Regions from separate parts of the Acanthopagrus latus genome. Here region 2 is linked to region 1. Evidence: chromatin contacts called from public Hi-C data. All regions are on one chromosome and are shown on one strand. The core of a region is the stretch at or near the end of the contact, and the rest is flanking DNA. Distances in the headings are between cores, read along the strand shown.

Evidence for each region. A called contact is a pair of places that touch in the nucleus more often than the background predicts.
Region 2: a Hi-C map of muscle shows a contact between it and region 1, with 3 times the contacts expected there. The contact joins the promoter of mfsd3 here to the promoter of trpm6 in region 1. A contact is called at or near these places in 3 of 4 Hi-C or Micro-C datasets (liver and muscle).

What each region holds. Positions count from the first base shown.
Region 1 is chr5:6,113,252-6,119,655 of fAcaLat1.1, forward strand. It overlaps trpm6 (transient receptor potential cation channel subfamily M member 6), which reads left to right and starts at 3,556. Exons shown (of 41, transcript XM_037097631.1): 1 at 3,556-3,747; 2 at 3,883-3,962; 3 at 4,197-4,235; 4 at 5,720-5,909; 5 at 6,218-6,404. The coding sequence starts at 3,730. It overlaps wu:fa19b12, which reads left to right. Exons shown (of 5, transcript XM_037099433.1): 5 at 122-791. The coding sequence ends at 289.
Region 2 is chr5:6,274,056-6,280,572 of fAcaLat1.1, forward strand. It overlaps mfsd3 (major facilitator superfamily domain-containing protein 3), which reads right to left and starts at 2,401. Exons shown (of 6, transcript XM_037098688.1): 1 at 2,331-2,401; 2 at 960-1,792. The coding sequence starts at 1,659. anxa1a (annexin A1a) reads right to left here. Exons shown (of 12, transcript XM_037099302.1): 4 at 6,499-6,517; 5 at 6,276-6,389; 6 at 5,932-6,022; 7 at 5,673-5,752; 8 at 4,764-4,908; 9 at 4,569-4,664; 10 at 4,410-4,468; 11 at 4,195-4,317; 12 at 3,571-4,090. The coding sequence ends at 4,034.

The DNA of each region.
Region 1 (6,404 bases), core at 2,306-4,805:
GGGTTGATTATCCAGCCCAGATAAGGGCTACCATTTATACCCAGTCTAAAATATTACTGTTTGTTGCATTGGACAGTTTTTCTTGTGACCTCAGTCCCTCTCTCTTTTTCATCACTCTCAGGCTGAGGAAGACACCAACACCGAAGACTGCACCTACAACTCCTTCCAGTACTGGAGGGTTCCCTTACCTGAACTCGACCTTTCACTGCTAGAAGATGCCTGTGACCATTCTCAAACAAAAGACACGCCAAAAGGCAAAGTCTCTTCTTCTGATGCCATGGAAACCTGAAGTTTGATTCTGTTCTGACACCTGCAGACAAACATGAGGATGAAAATGAGAGGCTGTTCAGCAGACAGACACGTCAAAAGCACATGAAGTTGCTTGAAATGCATCCAGGTGAGATTAACCTGATGTTGCAGACTGCTATGGTTGCCCAGAGTGAATCAGGCTGTAGTGAGTGAGCCTCCTGCTGCTGGAAGATGTCAGTGACTTGTTATGAAACAGCAGTGAGATTTGCACTGCAACAACCCTGTTCTTACAGTGAGGACCAAAACATTTTTTTAAAGCTCAGTGAAGTGTTCCTTCTGCAAATTCTACATATTTTCATTTAAAGTTGAAAACAGCTTTGTGTGAGAAGCATTTCAGATAGTGTGGTGTTCAACCGTGACTAGTGTCTTTTTGTTTTTGTGCACAGTCCTTACCTTGCAAACTTTATATAACCTTACAGAGATTAGGTGTGAAAAGTCGAGTCTGTACACCACAGTTTCTATTAAAAAATGTTTAATATCTTTCTGAGTGTGATTTTTGGCATTACTATCACTTTTGGAGTATGTGTGACTGAGATTTGCATGTTGTGGGAAAGGGGAAAAAAAAAGATTTAAAAAAACAAAAAACAAACACATATTATCACTATCAACAGACCAAGAATTATCCCCTTTTGCATTTCATGCACTCTTCTTCCTTTTCGAAATGTGCCACCTGCACGACCCACAATGCAACTTAACAACCACTGAGTGACATCACTGGAGGAAATTTGTCAGATTTCATGCAGCTTCCTGAGGAGCCACGATAGTATTTTATCAAAATGATTTTGTTGTACATCTGTCATTTGCAAACAGGAAAAAAAAGAACCTGAAGCTCATCCTAAAATGAAATATAAGTTCTATAACAAAAAGCTTTAAGATCTAAAGCAAGGTTGCACTGGTGTGTCGGTTTCAAGGTATAATGAGTATAAAACATTGACAATGTTGATGGTATTTAATTCTACCATGTTCTTGTTCTTAAAAAAACATTTTCAAATTTGTGTCAAGCTCCATATCTGGACATATTTTGTGAAATAAATCGAAGACTCCTGAAACTTCTGTATTCTTTCTGATAAGGGACATGTTATCTGGTAATATCTGTAATATCCTATTGGTTTCTGAAGTGGAAATCTCAACCCTAATATAAAGTTAAAGATAGAATTATGGTGGCAAATAACATGACATTAAATACAGATTTAACCGCACAATAAAGTAAATGGAAGGGGTATTATGGCAACACCCATTCCAACTGATTTATTCTATAAAACAACTCCTCCACTGTCCTGATGGAGCATCCTCACTGGATGTGGTCCAGCTGTTGATGAGAAGAGCTCAGCACCACACAGGCTCTGCTCTTTCCAGGTACTGACCCTGTAATCAGCTGTCTCAGTGTGTACTAGAAAGGTGGCTGAGAAAACGGAATCAAATGCAAATCAGTTTCCATCATCCTCCTTGCACCTCTTAACCCTTCCCACACCTTCCTGCCTGTTTACTCAGAACAGGGCGAGGGGCTCGATCACGCTTCCTCTCTCACTATGTGCTGACAGCCCAGCAGCTGAGTGTGTCCTCCTGGAAGAAGGGGGTCATGAACTCATAAAGGCTTCTCGGAGAAACTCTGCTCTGCCCTTTGGACCCGCGGCTGATAAAAGGGCAGTCAGTCCTGGTCAGGGGAACAACTGATGATGAAGTGGTGGGATACATGTGGGCTCATATCGTCACAAGTTACACGGCTTTAACTCTAAAGGTGTGGAGACATGGTAAGTTATGTGACGTTACAACAAGTACTTAAAAATACGTTCTAAACTTATTGTGAAGTTTACTGACGAGGCCAGCTTGTTGCCAGCGGGTGTATAGAAATAGCTCAGCTATTTATTCAGCACTACTTAGTAGCTGTCGTTAGCGAATGGCTAATGTTAGCTAAGTTTCGATATGATTTCACTAACGAGCAGGTAATTCAGCTAGCTGCATGTCATGTAACAACTGCAAGGTGAGTGAAACGACTTCACTCTGCTCCGTGTCCAGCGTCCTCCTGAGAGAAATGACCTTTTACTTTTGACTGCGTCCTGTTTATTAGACATAACTAGTCATGTTACTCACTTCACAGGTTGGTCACTACTCTTAACCTGCTTCATAAGCGTTTTGTGCATCTTTATACTTAAACTCCACAACTTTTCAGAGGGAGACAATACGTGTTGACACTAGATATTCAACTCTCATCTGGTGGTATGCTGTCATGCTTAAAAAAAAAAAAAAAAAAAAAATCAAGTCATCAAAAACGTCTGTTGTAAAGCTTACACGTTTTACAACAACCTCTTTAATTATGAAATAAAGTGGGAAACTAATAAGATATAGGAATATGTGTGTAGATTAGAGCCCATTTGTAATGTATTTGTAATATCTCTATATATTAAATTAATGACGCTGCAAAAAAGATAAGTGATCAGTGGAGGCAGGATATTGTACATTTTAACAACAACCTTTATTGTGAAATGTGACATCAGTGAACTAAAACAGTAATCTTCACTTAGAATTACAAGCCTCTTTTTTTGGCATTATGTTCTGTAAAAAAATGTTTTTAAATAGATGAATGCAGGGCAACATGTACAGTGATACAGATATACTTCAATAGGCCACTATTGATCACTAAAATCAGCTGCCTGATATGTTGGTCAAGTTTAAATTCCCATTTAGAGCACAGGATCTTTAAAACAGTGGCTCTCAAACCTTTTCTTGCCAAGGACCCCATTTGTTGAGAATTTGTCCATAGATGTTTTATTATAGTGTATGAAACCTATCACCGAAATAGTCACATTTTCTGTCATTGTGTTACTAATGGATAGAATTAGTGAAAGTGATAATACAGTTAATTATTCTTATTTTTTTTTGGGGGGGGGGGACCCCTGGAACCCCCTCAAGGACCCTTAGAGTTCCCACCTCTGCTTAAAGTAATGCTTTAGTTGTTTAATTTTTAGTCATGTGGCAAGTCTAAGATTAATGCTGCCTGCTGCACATGGTAAACCAGTAACCTTTATTGTCTGTAGAGAAATATAATTGCTATGATAACCACTGTGAGCTACATCAGTTACACTTCATAGCGCTGTTTAGTGTTTACACAGTCTGTCGCAGGGAGGAGGCACACCGGCAACCAGCCATTTGTACTAATCTCAGGAAGGGGATGTATGTGACTATGTTTCCCACCAACAATACTCTCCTCAGTGAGGCCATTGTTAGATATGTCTAGTGAGCAGAGCACAGGAGCAGGACAGACCTTGAAAGAGCAAGGGAAGCAGTAAAAAAAGACGGCTGTGAAGTTGAATAAGAGGCCATATCGCACATCCAGTCGGTGTTTTTAAGAGTGCGGCTCAGGTTTCTGTGACGGGGAGGGACCCACAGTTCATTCCCTGTGAGGCTGCTGCCGGCACTGCGATGAGCTTCACTGAGAAGGTCACTGATCACAACATTTCTGGAATAGTGTGTTTTCTGGCTTGAGGATGAGATTGACAACACAGTTGAGAATATAGTGAGTATCTACTCAAGGATTTGTAGACTGAAACCAAATAATTTCTCTTCGTATTCCAGTCACGAAAGTCTTGGATTGAGGAAACCTTCTTCAAGAGAGAGTGTGTGAAGTTCATCCCCTCCTCTCGGGACCTGCACAGGTAAACTGGAAGCTGATTGCATTGATGAGCTTCCAAGCTAGCGTAACGCACAAGTTTTTATGATTCTCAGAAGAAACACAGGAGGGTTTGTTTAGTCAGAACACTGTAATATTAACAGCAGTGGCTGGAAACTGCATTTTTCTGAGAGCAAAACTATTTGGCACTCAGCCCTTACTTCCAGGAATAGAGACCATGTGGATTCTTTGATAATGTGTTATTTCCTGTTTCTTTCAGATGTATTCCAGTATGCCAAGTGTGCCAAAACTTGATCAGGTACAGTTTATGAGTTTTTGTGTGTCTTTATGCCATCCTCAAGCTCAATATATTCCCCCTCCTAAACTCCACGCCCTATTCCAGTGAAGTGTTTCTTTTAGCCTAGTGTCGATTTATGTCTCAGTTTTTCCCACAGTCTTTGCTCTGTTTCTGCTTCTCTTTTCTTTTTCTCATACAGTTATTTTGACAGACATTACGATTGCAATACGCTTCACAGTTTGCAGTGATGGAATGTAACTTAAGAACATTTACTGAAGTACCGTTCTGTGTGTTCATTTTCTGCTTCGTTGCACTTCTACTTTGCTACAATTTGTAGGCAAATATTTCACTTTTACTCCACTACATTTATATGATCATTAAGTTATCAAGTTTATGAAGTCTAACTATGCAGATTACATGCTTTATCAGAATGAAAGTAGTGGATTTTAAACTAGTTTAATTAGTCCATTTGTTAAATGTAGCTGTTTAGATTTTCACTACATTAATATTATGGCCACTCAAATTCACTATAATGCTGTTATCGCAATATCAGTAGAACTTGTAAAAAGCAAAAATGCTGGAAATCTAATCAGTCTTCAGTTTCTTTATTTTTTTGTGTGTTTTATGTCTCTTGTTTGGCAAATACATTAACAGAGTGCCAGGTGGTGGAGAGAGAATCTGTAACCATAACTGTAAAAACAAAAAGTGTGCAAGAAGAACAACTACTATCAACTGCTCAGTTGCTAGCGAAAAGGATACCAGATAAATTCCTAAACAAAAGACGCACAAGGCTGAACATCTTGGCTAGATTATTCAGATGATATTATCATATGTGTATTATTAACACAAGATCAATATTTTATTTTTTTATATCACAGTTTTCGAGAATACCTCAACATTGTGACACCCCTAGTTTGGAACATTCCACAGTTTAACAGGTTAATTGGTTACAGATAATAGGTTCATGATTGTGTATAAGCGATTATTGCATAAAGGATATTATTACATGGGCTCAGGAAGACTTTGTAAAACCTTGTTGAAAAGACAGTTTGTTTGCAAATGATTGATTTCTGTTTTTATTTACGTTTTACACAGTGTTGGCAATTTATTTTGGAGGGTGTTTGTATTTTGTTGTTATCGTATGAACAGACAGTGTGTAAGATAGTAGTATCAAGAGTGAGGAAGATTTATGAATGAATGAGAGGTGTAGACTTTGATTTTGTAGGCTGTAAAAGACAACCAAACTTAGAAACATAGAGATGCAGACTCAAGGACAAAGGGAGGTAAAGAGGAAGGGTGGGACACAGGAAAAGGGGAGGCAAGGTCAGGTGTCAATGAATCATACCTAACAACACTACCTTGATTTTGTGTGTGCTTTACAAACAAAAACCTGCTTTTTATTAGCTCAGAGTCATAACGTGAATAGTGTAAGTGAATAGTGTCTCTGTCAAAACACAATAATCTGCCCCTGCCACACTCAGTTACATTATCTTTCCATTGGCCAGATGTTGTTGTGGCCGTCTGATTGGGGAGCACATCTGGCAAGAGTCCTCTCCCCCCATATCCCTCTATCCTGGTCCTGGACAGGACGTGGAGGAGGACTGGTCCATAGAGCTCCACACCAAAGCCAGTCCCACCAATGCCTATGGGATTGTAGACTTTGAGGACACTGCCACACGTGTTTGCCGGGCCAAGGTCAGTGAGTCTGCTAACTGTACAGGATATGTGCCTGCAGGCCAAAGAAAAAATGGTTGTTTGCTTCATTAGCATACCACATTTTTACAACTCCACTCCTGTTTTCTGCAAGGGATTACTCCAAAAATAAATCCTCGCCCAGGAGTGAACAAGACAGGCATTTGGCTTTTGATGGTTGTGTAAACAAGATTTGGTTTGCTATGATGTCAGACAGTATCTTCTTCAAACAGTAGGAACAAAACAGCCAGACTAGCAGCACCTGAGAAAAGTCTCTGAGTCCCCAACAGACCCATGTGTTTCCTGTCCAGTTTGTACGTGTGGCTGTGGATTCAAAGCCGGAGGCGCTGCTCCAACTGATGCTGAGGGAGTGGCAGATGGAGCGACCCAAGCTGCTGCTGACTGTCCAGGGAGGCTCAGAAAACTTCACCCTGCCCCCTAAAGTCAAGCAGGCCTTCAGCAAAGGGCTGATGACTGCTGCCGTCAGCACTGGGGCAT
Region 2 (6,517 bases), core at 1,151-3,650, 160 kb after region 1:
AATCTGCCAATTATTTTCTTGATAAATCAGTTAATTGTTTAGTTTATAAAATAGCCAGGCATACATCCCCAAATGTGTTGTTCTGTCCACACCTGAAAAATGCTCTGTCTATTGTCATAGGTGAGGAAAGAAGAAACCAGAAAATATTCCCTTTTAAGAAGCTACAATAAAATAATTTTGACTTTTGTAAATCATCAAATAGATTTTTGAAGTAGTTTATATTTACATTAATAGTTGCCAAATCATTGATTATTTGTTGCAGCTCAAAAATGATTTATTGTTTTTAGTCATTTATCAATCAAAGACCATTTTCTGGTGCCACCCTCTCCAATGTGATGATTTGATGCTTGTTTCTCTAGTAAGTGTTTCACTCCTGTTCTGACAAAACAAGACATTTAAAGTCGTCTGTTTGAGATTTGCTCTGGCCTTTTTTGGTAACATTTATACTTTAAATCAGGCCTGTATGATATAGTAAAAAAAATCATATTGCAGTTATTTTGACAGATTTTGTGAATCATGATTAGTAGAATTTCATTTTCACTGAGAGCCCTATAAAAATCATGATGATGTGACATTTGTTGAGGTCAATCTGTATCAAACATGTTTTCTTACAACTGGAGAACAACAGCAGAACATATCTGCAGGACAACGGTACTTCATTATGATACTGTTTTGTCACAATTTTAACGTTTAATATAAATGTAAGATTCTTGCGATTTGGTTACATTGCGATTCATTGGGCAACCCCAGATTAAACAATTTAAAAAGTATATAATTGACAAATCAATGACGAAAACGATCATTAGATTTAACCCTAAAATATATAAAAGTATAGTTTCGTTAGGAAAGATTCATACATACTATCAGTATTAATAAAGATGTAAAACCAAAAATGAACTGGGGCTTATTTAGAAGTCTATTTATTACAGTACAAGTTTTTTTTTGTTAATCAAACTCACCTAGTTTGTATGTCAGCACATACAGAACCGTCCAAGGGGTGCCGGGCACTGCCAGCAGCTTTCTCCACACCCTCCATGGCCTCATAGCGTCTGCTCCCTGCCCTCCTCTCCTGCTGCCATCAGCCTGCTGGCCCCTCACAGTCTCGTCATCCAGCACAGGGGCCCCCCACACAAACAGGGCCACGCCTGCATACACAAACGTCAGCAACATGAACATCCAGCTCCAACCAGCCACGTCGATCACGGCCAGCAGCCCACCACCGGCAAACACCGATCCAGCTTTATAGCCCACGACTTGGGCTGTGTTGCCCAGCCCCAGCTCCCCGCGACCTTTCAACAACCCCACGGCGGCCCCGTCGACTGCTATATCCTGTACTGAGGCCAAACTGTTCATGGCTAACAGGGTCCCTGCCACTCCCCAGATATGTGCTTCTGGGGCCAAGGCAGCACTGGAGAGGCATGTCAGAGCCAGACCAGAGACTGTCGCCACCAGCCAGCGACGCTTGGTGCCCACCCGGTCCACTAAAGGGGCCCAGAGCACTTTGAGGACCCAGGGGAAGTAGAGGATCTTGGTGAATCCAATACGGGTGAGGGAATGACCAGCTCCACGCAGGTAGACGGGAAGCAGGGAAGATTGGAGACCATAGGGAATGCCCTGGACAAAGTAAAGCAGGCCCAAGAAGACTAGTTTGTCATTCATGATCTACACAGAAAGGGATCCTCTTGTTTTCTGAGCTGACACTGCTGTGGTCCATTGGTCAGGTCACTGTCTTCAATTCTGGCTGTTGGAGATGACTTCTAATGGAGAGGCTGACCTACTTGAACCCACTGACCTGAAAGGAAAAGAGAAGAGAGGGTGTGAGGTTCAGTTTTATCTGCGTTAGTGCAATGATAATGCTGAGATGACTGAAGACAGTCAGCGCTCCTGCAGGCAGCCTTAAAAGGATGTGTCTCTGCTGCTGTTTAACTGCTTCTCTGCCCAGCTCAGTTATCAGTAACGTTACCTGGCTATGGTTAGCTTCTCAAAGTCAAATCACTTACATGTACACAAACATGTTGTATATACACGTGTTTTATCATTGAGTGTAAATAAAAACACAAATGTGACTTTGAGCCGCTGACATTTCGCTGACAGCTGTAACAGTTAACAGTTAGCTAAGTTTGCTGTCAAACTGGCTGACTAGCTACAGTTAGCCTGCTAGCTTGCTGTCATGTTAAGCTAAGTGAACGAACAGCTATAAAACACATTAATACAACGTGTCAGTATTATTTAGGGGTTTGTTCCAATGAGAAATATAGTTCCGTATCTGTAATGAGATAAATCTTGAGGCATACTGGGAAAGAAAGTTGGTTAGCTTAGCGTTAGCACACCGGAGAAGCTGCACCGCTTGTTTATAGTTGTGGTCTGCATGAGCTAAGAGGTTGCCAGATTTGGGGACAGCGATCCCCCTTTTGCGGATGGGAAACACAGAAGGGGTCGTGTTTGTTTTATATTTGTAATGTATAACCCAAACACGCTTTCTGTCGATCTATGATCTTTATACATTACATAGTACTTCATATGTAATACATAACAATTCATTACCCAATTTATTACCCAACCTGGCAACCCTAAACCCCAGCACATACAATTGCTGTACTAGTTTAGGCCTATATCCTTTAATTAAGTGAGAGTACACAAAACTGTAAAAAAAAAAAAAAAAAAGAAAAGAAAAAAAACTCTACATAAAGTATGTAAGTATAATAGCATTTAAAAGTAGGCAGTAAAAGTACCCTGCAGAAAAAAAAGACTAGTGTTAGTGTTAATACTATCATATATTGTATTACTTGGTTATTATTACTCATGCATTAACCTAATAGCAGTACTCTACAGGTATAGTTGGTTGAGGTGGGGCTAATTTTGAAGTATTTTGTATAGAACTGCAGCTAATGATTATTTTCTTAACCCATAATCTGATTGATTCATTGAAAATTGCTGTGTAAATATTCTGAAAACAGGGAGAAATGCCGCTAAGATGTCCTAGAGCCCAGAGTGGACATGTTAATGAGAACTCAACTGATAGTTTAACAAAGAAGCATCATGTCTTTTAAGCACTTTATGTGTTTTATATGCAAATATCTTCATTTCTCAAATAACTGGGAACTACAGCTGCTAGATAAATCAAGTGGAGTAAAGTGGAATACAACATTTTAGTCTTAAGTATAGTGATGTACAAGTAAAAAAAAAAAGTAGCAAGAATAAAATACTCAAGTAAAGTACAAGTACCTCATATTTGTACTCATATACCATACTTGAGTAGTTGCATTCCACCACTGTTGATCATCCATTCTGTGCAATTCATTGCTCATTTATTCATCCTTTGCTGGTGTTTGCACAGAGTATGTTATTTGTGTTAAATTATCATTTGTAGATTATGGATTTTCAGTTGATTTTCAGACAAAATATGCAGTTGCCTGTGACTCGTGATGGTTTTTTTTTTATGTGTTTTTTGTATTTAATTGTCAGTATGCACATCATTAGTGCTTAAATATTTGAGAACAAATCTCACAGCCAATTAGTTTGTGTCTGTCTGATGTGTACAAGTGCAAAGAAACCGAGAAAACTCATAGACGAGTTCATATAAAAAGCTTTTATTTGCAAGATGTCCGAGCTCCTTCAATGGTAGGCCTTCTGCTGCCACTAAATATAATTTCTCACGTGTTGACCTGTATACATCTGTCAGCAGCTGCACTGTGATCAATGACATCAGCCTCTCTTCGAGCACCAGATACAAGAATCTAATGAGGGCGAAGCTTAATGGACAGCTGGCATACTGCTGTCAGATCTATGCTGGAATACAAGTGCTGGAATGAAAAGGAATAACTTTCATCTATCTGTAGAAGCAGTGCTTATGTATTTTTTGCTAATTGCTCTAATTTTTTCCAAAACTCGATGACAGTCACAGAGACAGTCTCGTCCCTTCTCCACGAAAGCACAGGGCACAATATGTGTCAATAGATAATTGTTGATTTTCCACAGCTGGACTTGCTGCTGGATCTTCAGTTATACAAGCCTTGATCCCACTGATTGGCTCTTAGTTTTCCCCACAGAGAGCGAGCAGAATCTTCTCATAGTCTCCTTTAGTGTCATCCTGAAGGAAATAATTGACATAATATTAATACCACAAAGAACGGAGCAATTCAGACTGTGGGACGGATTTTTTTTGTCATTCTCAGTGGTCAGACGTTTGCTCACCAGAATTTCCTGGTGGAGTGTTTTGCCGTAGGTTTTCTTGTACTCATCCCTGATCCGTTTCATGTCGATTTCAGAGCGGGACACCATGATGCGGGTCAGAACATTTTTGCGGGGACTTTTACCCTGATGGGCAGAAAAGAGGAAAAGGTAAAGTGTTGGGAAGCAGACACAATTTTTGATACATTTTGTGAGTAGTGGACTAGACTAGACTATACCTTCATGGACAAGTAGAGCCTCTCAGCGAAGTACGCAGGCCTGCTTCCAGCACACTTCACTGTGGTTATTAAAAAAAAAAAGTTCAAGTTTAAATCTGGGAATAAATCAACAGATGGAAGCTGAGGTGACGAAGTTAGAGTCAAAGATTGTGCCTTTACCTACTGCTGTGAGGAGGCTCTCAATATCTCCCTTCATCTCCAGGTCGATCGCTTTGGCCACGTCCACTTTGCTGTACTTTGAGTACCTCTCAAATACTAAAGGAGGAGAAGTAGAATGTCAGAGCTGACAGGAACAAGAAATGTATTTGACATAAATCAACAGATTTCACTGAAAGAGCCAATGAGCCACGTTACCTTTCCGGAGATGAGGAGCGCTCCTGGTGCTGAGGATCTCAATGAAGACAGAGCAGTCTTTGCCCTTCCTGCCCTCGCCGGCCTCATACAGAGCCCTGGCATCGCTGTCAATCAGCTGCTCGCAAACTCCTTCAGTCCTGCCGGCCTGCGAGGAAGAGGACATTAAAAACTTCACAGTGCTGAAATAGAGATGAACATCGAATGATGCGATGATAATGAAGAGTTTCATCATTGAGATCTTTGCTATCCTGTTCTTCTCTAGTGTACACTCAAACAGGACATAAAGCATGGTGTCATTAATCTTTTTTCTGTTTTAGAGCAGTCCTCGTTTATATTTCTGTACCATAAATTATATGATATGATGTGTATATTATGTAAGAATTATTGGTCTTTTATCAGTCTTAGAATTTCAATCACATCATGTTCACATGTACAGTGTACAATGATTTATCAACATTTGCAAGAAACATTTAAAAGTAGATTAAAGAGTCTCAACGTTATACTGATGTCTCTGTATGTCCAACATAAGCAAATGAAACCATAAGCGAGAGGATTGGCTATTTCTGAATTATAATTATGGTTATTCTACATGTTTCTTGCAGCAGCTTTAAAATGTGAGGGGATGTTCAGCATGTTGAGTTTGTACTGTGCATTTGCCCTGGTACATGCCCAAATATGAAGACATAAAAGGCCAGTGTGTGTGGAGGGAGTGAGTGTGTTTAGTTTTTATAAACCACTGTCACTGTCGCAGCGACAGCAGGGAGTGTCATGTTGTCCCAGAACTTAATGCATCCTGGTGCTGCGACTGAATAAGTGTCTGAGCCACACTTCACGTCATAAAATCCTGCCAGTGAGTACAGCATCAAACGCTCACTATGAGACAAAAAGTGAGCATGGACACACACGTACCTTGCAGAGTTCAAGGAGGGCAGACCTGAAATCTCCACTCGTGTCACTCTTGATGTCATCCTCCAGGTCCTTCTTGTATTCTTAGAAAGGAAATCACAACTTTAACATCAAGAATATCCCATTGTATTTGAAATTTGAAAATCTGTTTTAAACCAGTGCTCTCTTATATCCCAGAGGATGTCATTTCCCACTGTCACACGTTGTATCACTTCGGTTTCCACACACTGAAAATGACTGCTGAAAGCTTGCTGGCACACACCTTCCTTGTAGACTTTCTTAATTTCCACAATCTCTCTGTTGTTTCTGGAGGCCATGATCTCAATCAGGGTGTCCTCGTCTGTACCGAGTCCCTGAAAAGGAGGATGTTTGGATTTATATAGACTGATACAGAGAAAGATCACTTATTCTTCACAGGCCCAACACAAACAAAACGCACCTTCCCGCTCCTTTTTTAGAAAAACAACATGCGAATATGAGGAAATGGGCGGATATCATTGCAATCCAGAAATAACAGATGACAATGAGATGAAGAATTTGTCTCGACTGTGCTTGTGTGCACGTGTGTGTGTGTGTGTGTGTGTGTGTGTGTGTGTGTGTGTGTACCTTCATAGCCTGTTTGAGCAGCTGGGCATCGTACTGGGCCGGTGTTTTCAGCAGAGCCAGCACCACATCCTCCAGGTCTCCCTTCAGAGCGCTCTTCAGTGCAGATTCCAGAGTCTTCGATGACAAAATATATAGTGTTAATGCGAGTATGTGATCATGTGCATGCATTTTGGAACAAAAATGTAAAACACGTCTACTTTATTGCTGGGAACATTACTTTTACCTTGCCACTGGCCTGCTGG